Linked DNA regions of Pan troglodytes: region 1 is linked to region 2. A link is a contact called in public Hi-C data. All regions are on one chromosome and are shown on one strand. The core of a region is the stretch at or near the end of the contact, and the rest is flanking DNA. Distances in the headings are between cores, read along the strand shown. Region 1 overlaps MAD1L1 (mitotic arrest deficient 1 like 1). Region 2 holds the start of ELFN1 (extracellular leucine rich repeat and fibronectin type III domain containing 1).

Region 1 (3,379 bases), core at 360-2,859, 460 kb after region 2:
CCCTCTGGTGTCAATTCATGCAACTTCCCCGGGCCTCGGCTTCTTCTTCAGGCCACATGGACAGTCCCTGCCTTAAGCAGCCCATGAGGGCACTGGAGGCGCACACACAATCAGGTGAGGAGAAGCGGCTGCAGCAGCAGCAGGGAACACGGCAACACAGGAGCCGAACCCAGCACAGCGGGAGCCCCACGCCCGCCAACCCCAGGAGGACACTCAGGAGTGGGGCCCCAAGGACTCTGTCATTTCAACTCACTTCCTATGTCTGTAAACGTCAGAACTCATAGCAGGGAGGTGTGCGGCCTCAGGATCCCAGCAACAGCCCCCAACAGCCTCGAGATGCTCTGGCGTGTCAGCTTTAGGGACTACATCAGAAGACTTCCCCACAATCAAAGACTGTCAAGAGCTGGTTAACGTAGGAAGTTTAGCAAGAGCTCACTGCGGCTGTGTGGGTCTAAATAGTTTTAAACACTTCTGTGTTTTTATAGCATTATATTTAGAAACCTCTAAATAAAACTCATGGCGAGTGTTGCAATAATATACATTTTTTAAACTAATTGAATGTTGCCATTACAAGTGCTATTTTGGACAATCTGCTAAATATGTAATTTAGGAATTAAGATTCATATCTTACAGGATACGCTAATTATTCCTTTGAATCCGTTTGGGTACTTTCTGAACACACACAAGAAGTCTGAGAGTTGGCGACAATATCCACCCTTCTTCTCCACAGCGCAGAGGTCAGGCCACTAGTAAGGGCACAAGCGTGGGCTCAGCACAGTTGTGAGAGTGCAGACCCAGCTGCGCAGGCCGGAGGTGGCCATGAGGCCCACGCCTTTCCAGTCCAGGAGGCTCCGGCTCAAAGCAGCGGGAAGTTCAGTTTATTAAACCACAGCTGATTTTCCTAAGGCTCCCCTCCACTGATCTCACACACGTTATCAAAATGACACAGATGTCCAGATGGCAGCACCTCGAAGATTCTTGAAGTCTCCTTCTGTGGCTTCAATGACACAGATGTCCAGATGGCAGCACCGCAAAGATTCTTGAAGCCTCCTTCTGTGGCTGGACTGTGCGCTCACAGCCGTGCCGCCACGCCCCACGCCTCGGTACACAGCAGGCACAACTGAGCGAGCAGCTGCCCGGCTGCTCCTGTTCCCTCGGTGCCTCGAGGTCCCGGCTCAGAAGCCATGCCCAAAGCGGAAATCAGACCCCGCAGGGCTGTGACTCGCACAGCCACCTCCTTTCCTGTGAAGCATCTACTTCTATTAATACAGCCTGAGACAGAGTTCACTTCTTCTGAAGTCACAACCCAACAGTGATTCGCTCTGACTCACACTGGCAGTGGAGAAAACTCTGGAGTGACTCAGACGTGCGGCAGATGAAGGCCTCCTTCCCATCCTCAACACAGCCAAGTCGTTTTGGGTCTCAAGTGTCTCCCTTTTGTCCCAAATCAAATTTTTCTTGCTGAAGAGCCATCATTTCAGACTATTAAGATGCTTTCGGATCTGTGACGGGCTTCACCAATCAATAAAAGCTACTTCTATACCGAGACTCACCGCCTGCCCCCAGGGCGGTCCGAGCAGGGAATTCCATGGTGCACGCCCATAAGAAGCGCTTTCTGCGTCTCACAGGACAACAGCCGTCTGCGCTCAGACCCCACCATCTCCCTCAAACACAGTTTCCCAGCAGAGCCGAGGAGTTGACGGTGCGGGCAAACCCTTCCTGTCCAATCAAAGCTCACTACATCCCTGGCTTGCTCTGCTCTCACCCCATCCCTCCCTCGAGTCCTGTACACAAGTGAGGGGAGGAAGAACGGATCAGGAAGCAGCAGGGTACAAAGAGCAGAAGAGAGCTTCAGTCTCAAGTCCACAGGGCACGCTGCAGCCAAGTCCTCCGACGAAAAGTAAATTAAAGACAAGAGGAACAAAGAAGAAACAGGGAGAGAGGAGGAGCACACACACTGAGCGTCCACTGTGCCCGCCCCTCGCTCCCCCCACACCATGCGGTCTGTGTGATCGTCCCACAGATGAAGACTAGAGGGGCTCGGGAAGCCGGGCCTCAGAGCCCGCAGGCGCCTCCATGCACCCCTCCACCTCTGCACGCTGGCTGCCCAGCCCCCGGTCCCAGGCGTGGAAGCCTCCCAGGCGGCAAGGAGCTTTCGAGACCGTGGCTGCTCAGCCCTTGCTCTCTGCTCTAGTCAAGGAGCGTGCCTGGGAATCAATGAGGTACAGTCTTTCCCTAAAGTCACCGGAGAACAGAGATCAATGAAAAAGGAGGAAGGGAGGAAAGACAAAAGACTTGAGAGGAAGCAAAACGAAACCAGCTTAGATTTGATCCCGATACGTGGGAAATCAGGTGGGGAAAAGGGGCTACAACTCCGTGATGACCACAAGTCCAGAGGGCTGTGCAAGCCAACACAGCTGGGGGCTGCAGAAAGCACCACAACAACTGGCTGACGCCAGGTTGGGGCCAGCAGCCGCACACTGGAAAACGCAACACACAGCCCACGCAGCCCTGTGGGGGCAGCTAAGCCCAAAACCCTGGCGTGGCCCAGCACGAGCAGGCCTGTGCGGAGTGGACCTGCACACAACGCGAACGCACACACCGCGAACGCACACACCGCGAACGCACACACCGGATGCTTCCCGCAGTGGAGACCCACATGGCAATGTCTTCTGAAGTTAAAAGGATGCCAGGATCCAGCAGTCCCACTCCTAAGTATGTGCTCAAGGAAAAGTAAAAGTTTAGATCATACAAAGCCCACATTTCCAGCAGTTTTACTCCATTTCACCAAACCCAGAAACAACACAGATGTCCTTCAACCAGTGAACGAATAAACAAGACCCAGAGCAGCCGTGCCTGGAGCATCACTCAGCAACGAAAAGCAGCGCTGCGATTCACACAGCCACGCGGTGAGTCCCAAATGCACCTCCATGAGCCAAAGATGCCACATTTGTATGACGTTCTGGAAAAGGCAAAATCACCAGACAGAAAGCATGCTGGGGTGGCCAGGGAGGGGAGTCTGGGGTGGTGGGGCTGCAAGTCAGCCCCAGGCATGTGAAAATGCGCAGCTGCACAGCAGAAGGGCATATGAGGCTGTATAGTTTTTTTTAATCAACCAGAATGAAAAAGACTCAAAATGAAACACCAGCTCTAAGCGGTAAACCTAAAGGAACCACAAACAAAGAACACAACACCAGGCGGTGGGAAACACAACGGCACCCACGGTGCTGAGAAAACGCCACTTCCATTGGGAACGGTAGGCCAAGGACAGAACGGCCTGTCCACAGACACTGCACCCTCGCAAGTCAACCTCTCCTCACAGAGCTATGGATTAGCAATTCCAGAAAGACCCTGTGCGCACGTGAGGATTGGATGGGTA
Region 2 (3,554 bases), core at 581-3,080:
GAGAAAGGGGCTGTGTGCCCACCTAGGCCACTGCGCGCTTCAGAGCAGCCGGGACTCTCCCTGAGGGACCAGGAAGAGACCCCCCCAGGCCGGGCTCTGCCCGCTCTGTCTCCCTGTTCCCTGGAGGTCTGGGCGCCCCCGCGCAAGGACTAAGGGCTGGACAGCCGCAGGCAGGGGCTCCGTCCTTGGCCTCCACCCTTCGTGTCCAGCAATCCCGGGAGCAGGCGGCGGCACTTCCTCCATGCCCCGGCCTCAATCACCGTCTCAGTCCCCCCAACCCCGTCCTGCAGGAACAAGTGTGGGAGGCTCGGGGTCGGAGGGCGGGCGGCCGTCCCGCGGGCTGGACGGAGTTTCTGGGCTGCGGAGAGGCCGTTGGACCCACGTCCGGACGGGAGCCCCGCGCGCCCATCCCCGGCCCGGCCATCCTCGGGGCGCGCTGTCTGCGGCCTCCCGCGCCACCCCCACCCCTGTCCCGGGACCTCCTCCGGGAAAGACACCCGGGGAGCAGCCCCCTCCCCTCCAGCAGTCCCCTCCCCTCCCCTCTCCCTGCCCTCTTGATGGTGTGGGGCTCCCCGGCCGGAGGGGCGCGGCGCTGGCAGCGGGGTCCAGAGTGTCGCGCCCAGCGCGTGCTGGGGGTCCCGGGCTCCGCAGCTCCGCACGCGGCCGGTTTGTGAAGCGGCGCGCGGGGGCTTAGCCGGGCGAGGGCGCTCTTGGGCCTGGTTTGGAATTTTTAGCCCACGCGAAAGCCGCAGGCTGGGGAAGGGGCGGGTGGGAGTGGGAGACGCCCTGGGAAGCCGTGAGACCGCTCGGCGAGGGCTCGGGACCACCAGGGAGCGACGGGGGACCCCTCGGCTCAGAGCCCGAGGGAGCGATTTCGGATCCGCTGGGATTCCGGAGGCGCATGAAGGGAGAGGGAAATCCGCTAAACCGAACCTTCCGGGAATCGGAAGGCGCCGGGCCGCTCCCACGCCTCCCCCTCCTCCCGGCCGAAAGGCGGGGGGCGACGCGCAACGGGGAGGGAAGGGAGGGAGGGGTCGGCGACCTTAGGGGAGGGCGAGTCCCTGGGGACGCGGGGCCGCCAGGGGCCCGACCACCCTCTCGCTCCACCTCCCCGCCCCCAAGTGCCCCGCTCTCCCCCCGCCCCGCAAACGCGCGTCCTGCGGGCTGTGCTTTGGCCCTCGCGGACGCGCGCGCTCACAGAGGGTCTGACTTGGGGTCAACTTCCACGAGGTTGCCGGGCGCCTGTGAGCACAGCCGTGTCCGCACCCAGGTGCCCACCTCCCAGCGCCACCAGGGTCCCGACCCCCCAGACCTTCGGACGCTTCTCTTCCAAACCAAAGCCTGGGAGCCTCTGGGTGGCCTGGGGCGGGGGCAGGGGGCGAGCAGGGCGGGCCAGGAGGAGCGGGCGAGGCCGCCACTCGGCTTCCCACGCCGCCCCCGCGGCTGGCTCCAACTTCCCCTACGGAGCCCCCCTCCGGCCACCCCCTAGCCCACCGACGTGCGGGCAGCGACCCCGCCCCCCGCCCCCCGCCCCTCCAGTCGCCCCCGCCGCGGCCCCCGCCCCCTCCCCATCCCTCCCCGCGCGCTCTCCCACATGAAACCTTCCATCACGCTCAGAAAGAATGTGCTACAACCTCGGCGCTGCCGCGGCCGCCACCACTGCGCCCGCGCCCGCGCCCGAGCCCGAGCCGGAGCCGGAGCCGCCGCTCCCCCGCCTGCCCGGCCAGCCCCGGGCTCCGAGCGCGCGGTCCCCGCCGCCGCCGCCGCCGCCGCCCCGCGCTCGCCCCGCGCTTGACGCAGTGAGCGCCGCAGCCTGGCTCCCGCCGGCTCCGCTGGGCTCCGGGTCGCAGGCCGAGTCCAGCCGGGCGGGCTCCGGGAGGGGCCGGCAGGGCGGGAGTGGGAGGAGGCCTGTCTGGAGCCAGCGAGCCCGGAGGAGGAAGAGGAGGAGGAAGGAGGGGAAGCCGCCGCCGCCGCCGCCGCCGCGCTCGGGGAACCGGGGTGCGCGCGCTCTGCTCGCCCGCGACAGTGCCTCCAGCCCGGGGCCCGCACCCCGGCCCAGGTAAGAAGGGGCCTGAGGGGCAGGGGGCTGTCCGGGGCCGGGGGACCCCTCTGTCGCCGCTGCGGGATCGGAGGGTCCCCGCCCCTAGAGGAGGCAGGGAAGAAGATGCTCTCTGGGGGGGGGGGCGGCGGGGGGCAGCGCAGGGTCCCCAGCGGCTCTCGCAGCCCGGGCCACCCCATCCCTGGTGCCCTGACCTCGGCGTCCGCGCCAGGGCCGAGTCTCCCCGCCCGCGGGGCTCTGGATGCGGCGCTCGGGGCCCGCGGCTCCCGGGCGTCCCCATCCACCCACCCAGATTCGGAGGCGGGCGCACCCGAAGTTAGCGGCCGCCGAGCCTGGGCCGGACAAACTTCCCTCCCCGACGCCGCGGCTGGAAGGGCCAGGACTCCGGACCCCTAGGGCTAGGGAGGCGCCGCGGGGACCCCGAAACTTTCCGGAGCGCGCTGAGAGCAAAAAGCCGGCTGGGCAGAAAGAGGGGGAGGGGGCTGGGCACGCCTTCGAGTGCGCTGGGGTAGCCGCGGCGCCCCAAGTTGAACCACAGACGAACCCCTCTTCATCTGAAACCTGGTCTCGGAGTCGGAGGTGGGGAGGGAGTGGGCTGTGGGTGCCTCGACTTCGCAAAGCCGGCGTGGGGGGGCGCAGCGCCCCGCCCCGCGCCGCTTGAACCTCCGGAGGGGGTGTTACGGGACCCCCGCCCCCACCCCAGCCGGTGGCTGGGCTCTGCCGGCCGCTGCGGAGCTCCCGGGAAGGACCTGCTCGCGGCTATTAATAGGCGTCGGTGACCCTAGCCTCTCCCGGTCCGGGAAGCTGGCGCGGCGGGGCTGGGCTGGGCTGGGCTGCCGAGTGGGGCGGGGCCCCGGGGCCCAGAGCGGACCCCCAGCTCTCCTGGTCCCTCTTCCGCCGCTCTTCCCTCCCTGCCGCCTGCTTTCCTCCCATTTTCCCTCTTCGATCTCGGGGTGTCGGCTCCCCCTCCGAACTTTTTCTCTTCCCAAACTGCACGGTGGCCACCCGGTCACGGCCCTGGGCCGTACCCGCGCAATCTCAGCACCATTCCCGACCGAGTCCTCCGCCGCGGGCTGAGCGCGAGTCCCCGGGGCCAGACTGCCCAGGGAGGAGCAGGGACTTCCTACAATCCGCGCCCTTCCTCCCAACCCACGGCGAGCGCAACACATTCGCCCGCCCCTGCGGCCCCATCTGAGGGCGGGGAGAGGTCGCTGGGGGCAGCTTCGGGGGTTGTGGAGGGCAAGGGGGACTCGCGAAGCTCCCTAAACAAGCGTTTAGGGATGCAGCTCGGGCGGCGTGTGCAGGGAGGAAGCAGCGTCCCGGCGTCCCCCCTTCAGCGTCGCCTTCGCGCGCCTCGAGGGCCCAGGAGGGTTCGGTCTCCCCCACCCCACCTGGACACTCAGGTCTGAGCCTGAATGGATTTGAGGATCTGGGGGACGGGGAATACGGAGTCCTTCTTCCTGCCTCGGTGTCTGCAGAGCCCAGCCCGCAGGCA

What was found. Hi-C and Micro-C count contacts between places; a contact is called where the count stands out from the background.
Region 1: a Hi-C map of stem cell-derived neural progenitor cells shows a contact between it and region 2, with 2.0 times the contacts expected there. The contact joins the enhancer-like site here to the promoter of ELFN1 in region 2. A contact is called at or near these places in 1 of 7 Hi-C or Micro-C datasets (stem cell-derived neural progenitor cells) and 1 of 1 datasets of contacts at active chromatin or transcription factors (stem cell-derived excitatory neurons).

The regions. Positions count from the first base shown.
Region 1 is chr6:8,074,147-8,077,525 of NHGRI_mPanTro3-v2.0_pri, forward strand. All of the region lies in intron 11 of MAD1L1 (mitotic arrest deficient 1 like 1), which reads right to left. Among named protein-coding and RNA genes, the nearest start is that of MAD1L1, 130 kb to the right of the region's middle. Within about 2 kb of position 1,610, at least 8 of the 24 cell types and tissues checked have an H3K27ac peak or open chromatin away from gene starts, as enhancers often do. A contact at or near this core is called in stem cell-derived neural progenitor cells, where this site is marked.
Region 2 is chr6:7,618,154-7,621,707 of NHGRI_mPanTro3-v2.0_pri, forward strand. ELFN1 (extracellular leucine rich repeat and fibronectin type III domain containing 1) reads left to right here and starts at 1,831. Exons shown (of 3, transcript XM_016957005.4): 1 at 1,831-2,059.